2 separate regions of the Sus scrofa genome follow, and region 1 is linked to region 2. A link is a contact called in public promoter capture Hi-C data. All regions are on one chromosome and are shown on one strand. Each heading gives the region's core, a stretch centred on a gene start, on an enhancer-like site or on the middle of the called end of the contact. The rest is flanking DNA. Distances are from core to core; before and after follow the strand shown. Region 1 holds the start of PAF1 (RNA polymerase II-associated factor 1 homolog). Region 2 holds the start of ACTN4 (alpha-actinin-4).

Region 1 (4,676 bases), core at 1,121-3,620, 560 kb before region 2:
CAGAGGGAACTCCTTGGCAAGTTTCTCAAGCACTAGCTGATGTCAGTACCATTATTGTGACTGTCCTAACCCTAGGCCTGGCATTGGCACTGGCTTCTCTGGTGGCACCTGCTTCTCCTGGTTTTCCTCCTACTTCTCTGGCTGGTCCTTCTAGGTACTTCTTAGTGTACTTAGGCCTTAAACATGGCAATTCCCAGACCCTGTCTCCTCTCATTCTCATGCCCTCTAGGGGCTCTCTCCCTTACTCCCACCACTCAGTTCCCACCTCTGCACCCATGACACCACATCTGTGTGCCAGCCTCCCCTAAAATTCCAGGATGCTCACACTCTACTTAGTGAACCATTCACTTTCCTGGGTCTTTGTTTCAGGGATGGCCCCACCATTCCAACGAGAGCCCTGGGCCTCATCCTGGAGACTCTGCCCAGTCTCTCAGGGTCATGGCCCTGTGCACAAGGCCTTCCCATCTGCCTTTCCCACTTCTTCAGGACCCTTCCCTGGTGGAACCTTGCCCTCTTGATGCCTGCTGTGAGCTCCCAGCCTCCACCTGAACCCATCCCTCATTTGGCAGCCAGAGGTATAGTTCTAAAAAAGCAAACGAGTCCATATTCTTCCCTGCTTGAAACCCTCCATGGCGCCCCAGCACCCTCTGGGCTCTCTTCAAACTCCAGTAAGTCCCAAGGCCTACCCCACCACAGCCAGACCAGATTTCATGACGTTTGTGACGTTTCTAAAGAGAACTTAGAGCAGAAGCTGTTCCTCTTAGTTGGAACACACTTCTCCTTTTTCTTTTTTGTCTTTCTGGCATCTCTTGGGCCGCTTCCGCGGCATATGGAGCTTCCCAGGCTAGGGGTCGTATAGGAGCTGTAGCCACCAGCCTATGCCAGAGCCATAGCAACGCAGGATCCGAGCCGTGTCTGCGACCTACACCACAGCTCACGGCAACGCTGGATCCTCAACCCACTAAGCAAGGGCAGGGATCGAATCTGCAACCTCATGGTTCTTAGTCGGATTCACCAACCACTGCGCCACGATGGGAACACCAGATTTTTTTTTTTTTTTTTTTTTTTTGTCTTTCTCCTTTTTCTTTTTTTGGCTGCACCTGCAGCATATGGAAGGTCCCAGGCTGGGGGTCAAACTGGAGGTGCAGCTGCAAGCCTACACCACAGCCACAGCAATGCCAGATCTGAGCCGCATCTGTGACCTACATCGCAGCTTGTGGCAATGCTGGATCTTTAACCCACGAGTGAGGCCAGGGATCAAACCTGCATCATCACAGAGAACCTCAGGTCCTTAACCCAGTGAGCCACAAAAGGAACTGCCAGAACACCTTTCTACCACCACGAGGCTTCTTCTCAAATTGCCTTTTCCTTCAAAACCCAGTTCAAAATAATGACAATGATGATACTAGAGGAAACATTTGCTATGGGCCCAGTATCACGTTAAATGCTTTACATGCAAGATCTTGCCTGAGTCCTTCCCAAAAATCCACTTTCCAAAGGTGGAATGAAGGCTTAGAAGTAGCGACTGATGGCCATCTGATTTTGGAGGCTGTGTTCTTAGCCATCTGCCCTCCTTTCAACTCTCACCTGTCTTCCATTTTTTTTTTTTTTTTTTTTGTCTTTTTGTTGTTATTGTTGTTGTTGTTGTTGCTATTTCTTGGGCCGCTCCCGCGGCATATGGAGGTTCCCAGGCTAGGGGTCGAATCAGAGCTGTAGCCACTGGCCTACGCCAGAGCCACAGCAACGCGGGATCCGAGCCGCGTCTGCAACCTACACCACAGCTCACGGCAACGCCGGATCGTTAACCCACTGAGCAAGGGCAGGGACCGAACCCGCAACCTCATGGTTCCTAGTCGGATTCGTTAACCACTGCGCCACAACGGGAACTCCTGTCTTCCATTTTTTGTCCCAACCTCAGCTCAGATGCACTCTCCACTAGTGATCTACCCTGAACCACTTCCTCCACAGACCCACTCAAGGCAGGGTGCCTTTTCTGGGCTTCCATAGCCCCCCAGAGCTTCCCTTATTTTAATCCTGACCCCTCTGCCTGTGCCTCCCCCATCCTAGTCCTGACCCTTCTGCCTTGTCCCCTCCTCCCCTGCTCATAGCCCTCCACGGCTTGAACTTCTCCCATCAGAGCCCTGACTACTCTGAGCTGTCACTGTTTGAAGATATATTTGTCACCCACTGAAGTGGAAGCTCTGTGAGGGCAAGGATCAGGCAACATTATGTCCCCAGCATCAGCACAGTTCTTGGCCACCAGGAGATGCTCAGTAAGCATGTGTCGATTGATTGAATGAAGGCTCCACAAGCCCAGGAACTGAGGCAGGGTTGTGGTCACCCGGTGCCTAGGCGGTCCCTTACCAGGCAGAGCTCCAGCTGGTCACAGAGTGCGTAGAACTCCTCCAGACACTTGTCAAAGCGCTGTATGGGTCCATCGCTGCTCTTTCTACAGTCCAAGAGAAGAAGGTGAGGAATGGGATTTCAATCTCCGGGACTAAATGACTACCCAACCAGGTAGCATCAGGAAACCAGGTATAGGCCCAGGAGACCAGTGCAAGGCCTAGGGGGACAGTTAATAGTAGAAGGGGCAAAGAAGGGCAGTTAGGCTCTAGGGAGCTGGGCTTGAAAGTAAGAGAAAAAGGGGATGGGTGGGGTGCAGAGGGGGTGAATTTCTAAAACTAGGATGGAGATAGGACACCCTGGGGAAAAGGGATTACTCACTGTCCATTGTCAATGTTAGTGTTCTGAATCAAGTTCTGGGCTGCAACCTTCATCAGGGTCTAATTAAAGGGAAAAAAAGGTGAAGAAAATGCAGACACAAAAGAGAACACCTTTGGTCGATCTAATCTCTTCTTCTTCTTTTTTTTTTTTTTTTTTTTTAAGCTATTTTTTGGGCCGCTCCCATGGCATATGGAGGTTCCCAGGCTAGGGGTCGAATCGGAGCTGTAGCCACCGGCCTACGCCAGAGCCACAGCAACGCGGGATCCGAGCTGCGTCTGCAACCTACACCACAGTTCACGGCAACGCCGGATCGTTAACCCACTGAGCAAGGGCAGGGACCGAACCCGCAACCTCATGGTTCCTAGTCGGATTCGTTATCCACTGCGCCACGACGGGAACCCCTAATCTCCTTTTAAGATACCCCAATCTCAGGCCTCTTCACTTGGCACTTCTATCCTGCCACTCCAGAGTAATGCCAGCTTCCATTCCTCTATAGCAATAACCACCTGTACGTTCCCGGAGGCCCACTCTCGGTCACCTGGGGTTCTCGCCAATAACCTCTTGGACATAACTTGAGTCATCCCTCACCCACCAGTCATGGTCACTTTCTGTACAGGCCAGTCCGTTTTTCAGGCTTTCACGACCCGAGCTAGGTTTCTTCTTTAAACTCCCTCCCGCGTGAATTCTGATAAATCCTAGGCTCAAGATTTGCCCTGATCCCACCGCACACTGTCAGTTCACAAAGCTTCGCTCTGGCCTCTCCAATATCAAGCCTCACTCATCTTCCTTGCCTAAATCTCCTTTTGCGCTCTCCTTGACTAAAGAGCCCCGCCATCCACCCCTATTAAATCAGAGAGCCACATCTCGCTTGCTTCTCGCAGCTCGTGGCCAATCACCTGCAGACTCTCTTTTAGCTGCGGGATGAGCATCTTATATCGCTGTACAGGATCGAAGTCCTGTTGCTGTTGCTGCAAAAGCCCGCCCTGGGCAGGCCCCACCAACTGTGCCTGTGGTTGCGGCTGCTGCTGAGGACCCGAGCCGCCAGCCGAACCCGGACCCGACACACCAGCAGCAGCAGAAGAAGCTGCAGAAGCCTGAGGTTGGGATGCAGCCATCTTCCCTGCTTAGCGCGCCGGAAGTGCGTCCAAGTGCTCCTTCCGGGTTTCTCTTTAGCGTCTTCGTCTCTAGGCCCTGTTTGCTTGTTAGCTCCGCCTCCTAGACAATTCAGCCAATGGGAGGAAAGAAGCCACCCTCCAACTCTGGATTCTCAAAGCCGACGTCCAGACCGAGATACCCAGTCGCCAATCACAAGAGGCTCTTCCTTCCCCGCTCCGCCCTTACCCGGTCGTTCGCCAATCCGGGTGTAGAGCCAATCAGACTCTATTTCCCAGAAGGCCTTGCGGCCTGAGGCGCTCTGAAGTCCTCGGCGTCTTGGCGGCAGTTGGTGGAGTCGGAGCTGTGAGTATGTTGTGGGCGTTGTGTGCGCGTTTACCTCAGTACCGCGTATTAACTCAGGTGTTAATTGGAACTCTTCTCACCAGCTCACCTCACTCCGACCCTATTCCTGAGGAGAGCGGCGCCAGCCCGAGCCCTGTCTCGGATTGGGCGTCCGCCGAGGTCGGCACGCCTCTTCCTGTGGCTCTGTGAGGCTCTCGTCAGGACTGCCGACGCCTTGTCGCCATGGCGCCCACTATCCAGACCCAGGCCCAGCGCGAGGACGGCCACAGGTAGGAACCGCGCCGCCTGGCTGCACCGCTTTTTTCTAAATCTGTGTAGGCATCAGCGAGTTGGGAGGGTCGGGCGCGATGTCAGTCGCAGTATCACCAGCCCCCTAGGTCTGTCCGTGACGTCACGGAGTGCTCACCTGCTCACGGGGGCGGGTCCCGGGCGGGGTGTTGTCCCCCTCCTCCCGGCCACGGAGTTCTGGAATTAAGCTCTGGAGACGATTATAT
Region 2 (4,920 bases), core at 1,811-4,310:
CCGGGGGAGGGGTGGAGGGTTCCTCTTAGAAGAAAAAGAACAGCACAAACGTGTGTATATATTTCTTTCCATTACCCCTTCTCCCGTTTCAAAAGGCTTCCTACCCCATCATAGGTGGGTGCACAGCAGTGAAGCGACATCCCCCCCAAAGTATAGCTGTGTGTAAATACCCAGACGTATGAAGCAGGACACGCCAGACTCAGAATCTAAAGCAGCTGGTATCAGAGGGGCTGTGAGCCACCCTTTCCCTCAACCTTGCCCAGTGCTTGAGGAAGGGAGCTGACACACAGCAGCGAGGCCTAGGGGTTCCGGTGAGTCCTGGTTCCCGCCCAGGCCGGAATGGTGGGTGCCTCAGCCTCGCCCAGCATGCAAGGGAGACTATGGGTACGAAGAAGCACACACCCTAACAACTCCCAAAGGAGTGGAAGTGAGCTAGCAAAGGGAGCACCTTTGGGAGTGGTAGAGACGGGAAGGGAGGGGAAAGGCAGGTGCCCACTCCCATCACCTGAGTAAAAGGTTCCAAGGCTCCTTCTCCCCAAGCACGTGCAGCTGGAGAAGGCAGAGCCCAGACCTCACAAACAACCCGGTAGCCGCAGGCTCCCCTCCCAACTTTCCAAGTCTCCTGGCAACTCTTAACCTTTTCCAACCCAGCACTGCCTCCGGCAACACACTGCTGAGTCTGCAGACTAGGGCTCTCCCCTCAAAAAGCATTTTTATGTCAGATTATCTCCATCTGCCCACCCAGAGGTAGGTGGGGCAACAGATAAGGACGCCACAGCCAACCCACCACCCCCCAACTACAGAGGAGGAAATTCAAGCAGAGGTTGGTAATTTACCCAAGGTTATGCCAGGCCCCACCCCGGGCTGCCTGGAACAGCTGCTCTTTTCACCCTTTCCCCTCCAGCCTGGGCTGCCCGCTGGGAGCCCCCAAAGCACCAACTCATACCCTCAAGAGGCTTCCAGCCACACTCACCACTCGCACCCCTTGCTTTGAGTCCGCCCCCACGTTCCTGAGAAAGCTCCACCAAAGCCACCCTCAAGTCCCACACCATACACATCTCTCTTCCTAGAGTCACAGAAGGGACCCCTTCGACCCCGCCTCATTTCGCAGGTGACAGAACTGCACTGAGACCAAGGGTCTTGCCCAAGGCCACAGAGTTGGTAACAAATCTGGAAGGAAAATTCCGATCTCCAGAACCTAACTGCAAGTACCTCCCACCCTCTGCACACACAACACTTTAAACACCCCCTCCCAACACACCCACCTACTCAACACCCTCCTTTCTTTAGCTCTTCCTGCACACACTCAAACCCTCTCTTCTATCAGGCTCCCCGCTCTCAACCACCTGAGATTTTACCCACACACACACACACACAAGCTACCTTCTCTGGGCCTCCCACTCCTTTTGATCTCCCTTTCCTCACTGTGGGTCTCCCCTAAATTGCTTCCACACCCCAACATGCCACCTGAAAACAGGCCCTGCTTTAGAAAGACCTCTTTGCCCCACCCCCCCACCCCCACGGGACAATTCTTGCAGCTACTCTCACCTCTTCCTCCCCAGACAACGCATTCTCCCTTCAGGACACACACACACTCTCCGGTCCCGGGACGGCATCTCCAGACGCCCCCACCCCCAAATTCCTCTCTCAGTCTATCCATCACACACTCCCTTCCTAATGAGACTTTCATTACCCCGCCAACCTCCCTCCCACTCTCCGCCATTCTGCCCCTTCCCTCCCTCCATCCTCACCTTTTCCAGGCTACCTTGCTTGGCCTCAGGCGCCGCCAACCCTTGGCGGAGCCTTTGTGGACGTTCCAGCAATTCTTCGGCTCCCCTCCTCAAAACGCTCCAAATACTCTCCCTATCTCCCTTGGGCCTCTCATCGATGAGGCCTTTAGCCTCATCAATTCCTTTCATGCCTTCTCTTGTCCAGTCTTCTCCTCTTCCCCTTAAAACGGGGCACCCCCAGTAAATCTCACCCCCTGCAAGACTTCTCATTCACAGGTCCCTTCGGACCCCCGTTCCAGACCTCATTCGCCACCCTCCCCATCCCCACATCCTAAGCCCCGGGTCTTTTCACAGTCACTTCTTTCCTTAGCCCCTCTGCTTTTATCTCCCCTGTCCTTCCACCACCCTTCCCACTCCACAATCCCCTCCTGAGTACCCCCCAACCCCATCTTCAGACTTCCAGAATCCTCACCCCCTTTAGAAGTTCCCCAGCCTGGGGCTCCCACAATCCTATCCTCTTCAGAGGACTCTGCGAGCCAAACAACCCCCTGCACACTCGAGCTCCTCCTCAGACTGCCCCGACCCCCAAATTCCAGACCCCCCGTTCCTCTCTCAGCAACCCCAATCCAACCCGAGCCTTCGATCCCGCCTCAGACCCAATTCCATTTTAGAGTCTCCAATCATCTCGCTGGTTTCCTCCAATTCCCCACCTCGACCCGCCTAATTCCTTCACAGACTCCCTGATTCCATGTTTTAGATTTCCATATTCTCTCCTCGGCCGCCAATGATTTTTTCAGACTCCCAATTCCTTGCTCAAGTTCTGCAACTCCTTTTCAGGACCCCAAACACCTTCTCAGATCCACCGATTCCTTCTCACGACGCCCGGTTCTCATCACAGACCCTCCACTCCCATCTCAGGACTCCCAACCCCTTCCCGGCGCCCAGCCTCCCTCGGAAGCCCCCCTCCAGCCCGTCCGGCCCGCGGGCCGCGCACCTTGCGTTGCTGCTTCTCCCAGGCCGGGTCCAGCAGCAGGTCCCGGTCCCAGTCGTCCTCCTGGGCCATGTAGTCGCCCATGCTACCGCCGCCGCCGGCGCCATTGCTCCCGCTGCTGGGGCCGTACTGGTACGACTGGTTCGCCGCGTGGTAGTCCACCATTCCGCCGCCTCTCCCGAGCCCGTCCGCTCCCGCCTCTGCTCCCGCCCCTCTGCCCGAGCCTCCGCCGCCGCCGCCGCCGCCGCTGCTTCAGCTGCTTCAGCCCGCCCTGCGCTAGCGCCTGCGCACTGCCCGCTGCGCTTGCGCACCGCGCCTCCGCCGCCGCCGCCGCCGCCGCCCTCCCGCGCGCGCGCGCGCGCGCTTCCTAACGAGAAAGGCCCTAAGACCCCGCCTCGGGAAGCTCTGAGCCTGCGCAGAGTCCACTTCCCCGCCGCCCTTCGGCTCGTGGACGAGCTTCGCCTCCTCGCGCGCGCGCGCGCGCGCGCGGCCTCTACGTGTGGGCGGGCCCAGAGAGCGAAGGATTCGGCCGGCGGGTCTGGCCATTGGGCTCTGGCGTGGAGTGTATTCCCTTTCGGCGCCAGAAATTCAACAAATATTAAGCGCCTACTATGTGCCAGACCATGTTTTACGCATCAACACTAAATAAGATAGACAAAACTGTCTGCCCTCATGAAACAACCGTCTAGTGAAAGGAAAAAAACACAATTTTAGGAAACAGTGTATTGGAGTTGCTGCTGTGGTGCAGCGTGTTAAGAATCCAGCGTTGCCCCAGCTGTGGCATCGGCCCCAGCTGTGGCTCATTTTCCATCCCTTGCCCAGGAATTTCCACATGCCACAGATGCGGGGGGAAAAAAAGTACATAGCGTATGTATATATTCCAAGGGGATATGTGCTATGAAGAAAAATCAAACAGAACTAGAATGGAAATGAAGTAGTCAGGATTGACTTCATTTATTTTTTTATTTTTTGCCTTTGCTTTTCAGGGCAACACCTGTGGCATATATAAGTTCCTGAGCTAGGAATCAAATCAGAGCTACACCTGCCAGCTTATGCAACAGCCATAGCAACCCACGATCCTTAACCCTCTGAGAGAAACCAGGGATGGAACCTGCATCCTCATGGATACCAGTCGGATTTGGATTTACGCCCTGCTGAGCCACAACGGAAACTGGCAGAGTTGGCTTTATGAACAAGGAGGACAATTAAACAAACTCTTGAAGAATTCACAAAATGGACATGGTAGCTCCGAATGGATACTGGCTGACTGGGAAAGTGGAGGATTTTTTGGACGTGTTTACTTCACTCATTCAAAAAGCATTTATTGAGCCTCTGTTGTATTCCAGGAACTCTTCTTGGATGCTGGTGATAAGGTGCTGAGCATGGTAAGTGCGCCAAGTTCTCAAGTGTATGGGGGACACGACAGTAAATAAATACAAATGACACTCACACATAATAGGTGTCTCAAGTGTAAGTACCCAGAGTTGGGCTCCTGATCTTCCTCCCAAACCTCGTCACCCCATAGCCATCCCCATCTTGGTCAATGGTGCCTCCGGCCTTTCAGCTGTGCAGGCAACAAAGCTTGCAGTCATCCTTGGCTCCTCTTTGTTTTCACACCCTACATCCAGTCGTTCAGGAAATTCTGTCAGATCCATCTTCCAAGTATATACAAAATTCACCCACTTCTCCCATCCCACATGGCCACACCCTGGTTCTGTCCACCCTCACCTTGTCTTCACCTGGACCAGTGTCCCAGCCTCCTCAACATTTCTCAAGTCCTCCACATGCCCCCTTCCCCACCTCTCTTTCTCCAAAGAAACCAGAAGGAGCCTGAGTCAAATCAAGCTCCTCCCTCCCCTGCTCAGAACCATCCCTTGGCGCCACGAAGTCAAAGACAGGAGGAAAGGCTGCAGGATTCCTTGCTTTGACTCAGCCCCGCCCAGCTTTGGAAGCAATGGGGACTCCTGGGGCTTCGGCCAAATTCACCAGTTCGTCCATGTCCTGCCCAGCCTGGTCCCCAGCTCCTCTCCCAACTCTTCTCCCATTCTCCCCCCTCGCTCTCCCAGCTCCTGCCACACTGCTGGCCTCCCGGCTGTTCCTCCAACACACCTGGAAGGGTCCAGCCTCGAGGCCTTGTTACCACTGCGCTTCGCCCCGACACTAGACCCTCAGGATCATAGCCTCCTCTCCTGCACATCG

The links. Promoter capture Hi-C pulls out the DNA fragments that hold promoters and counts their contacts.
Region 1: a contact with region 2 is called in a promoter capture Hi-C map of liver, with 3 times the contacts expected there. The contact joins the promoter of PAF1 here to the promoter of ACTN4 in region 2. A contact is called at or near these places in 1 of 5 promoter capture datasets (liver), 1 of 47 Hi-C or Micro-C datasets (embryonic fibroblasts) and 2 of 2 datasets of contacts at active chromatin or transcription factors (alveolar macrophages and skeletal muscle).

What each region holds. Positions count from the first base shown.
Region 1 is chr6:48,051,325-48,056,000 of Sscrofa11.1, reverse strand. PAF1 (RNA polymerase II-associated factor 1 homolog) reads left to right here and starts at 2,370. Exons shown (of 16, transcript XM_003359387.4): 1 at 2,370-2,469; 2 at 2,887-4,182; 3 at 4,266-4,451. The coding sequence starts at 4,405. It overlaps MED29 (mediator of RNA polymerase II transcription subunit 29), which reads right to left and starts at 4,016. Exons shown (of 4, transcript XM_005657496.3): 1 at 3,621-4,016; 2 at 2,725-2,783; 3 at 2,365-2,449. The coding sequence starts at 3,839.
Region 2 is chr6:47,491,974-47,496,893 of Sscrofa11.1, reverse strand. ACTN4 (alpha-actinin-4) reads right to left here and starts at 3,060. Exons shown (of 21, transcript XM_003355883.4): 1 at 2,725-3,060. The coding sequence starts at 2,886.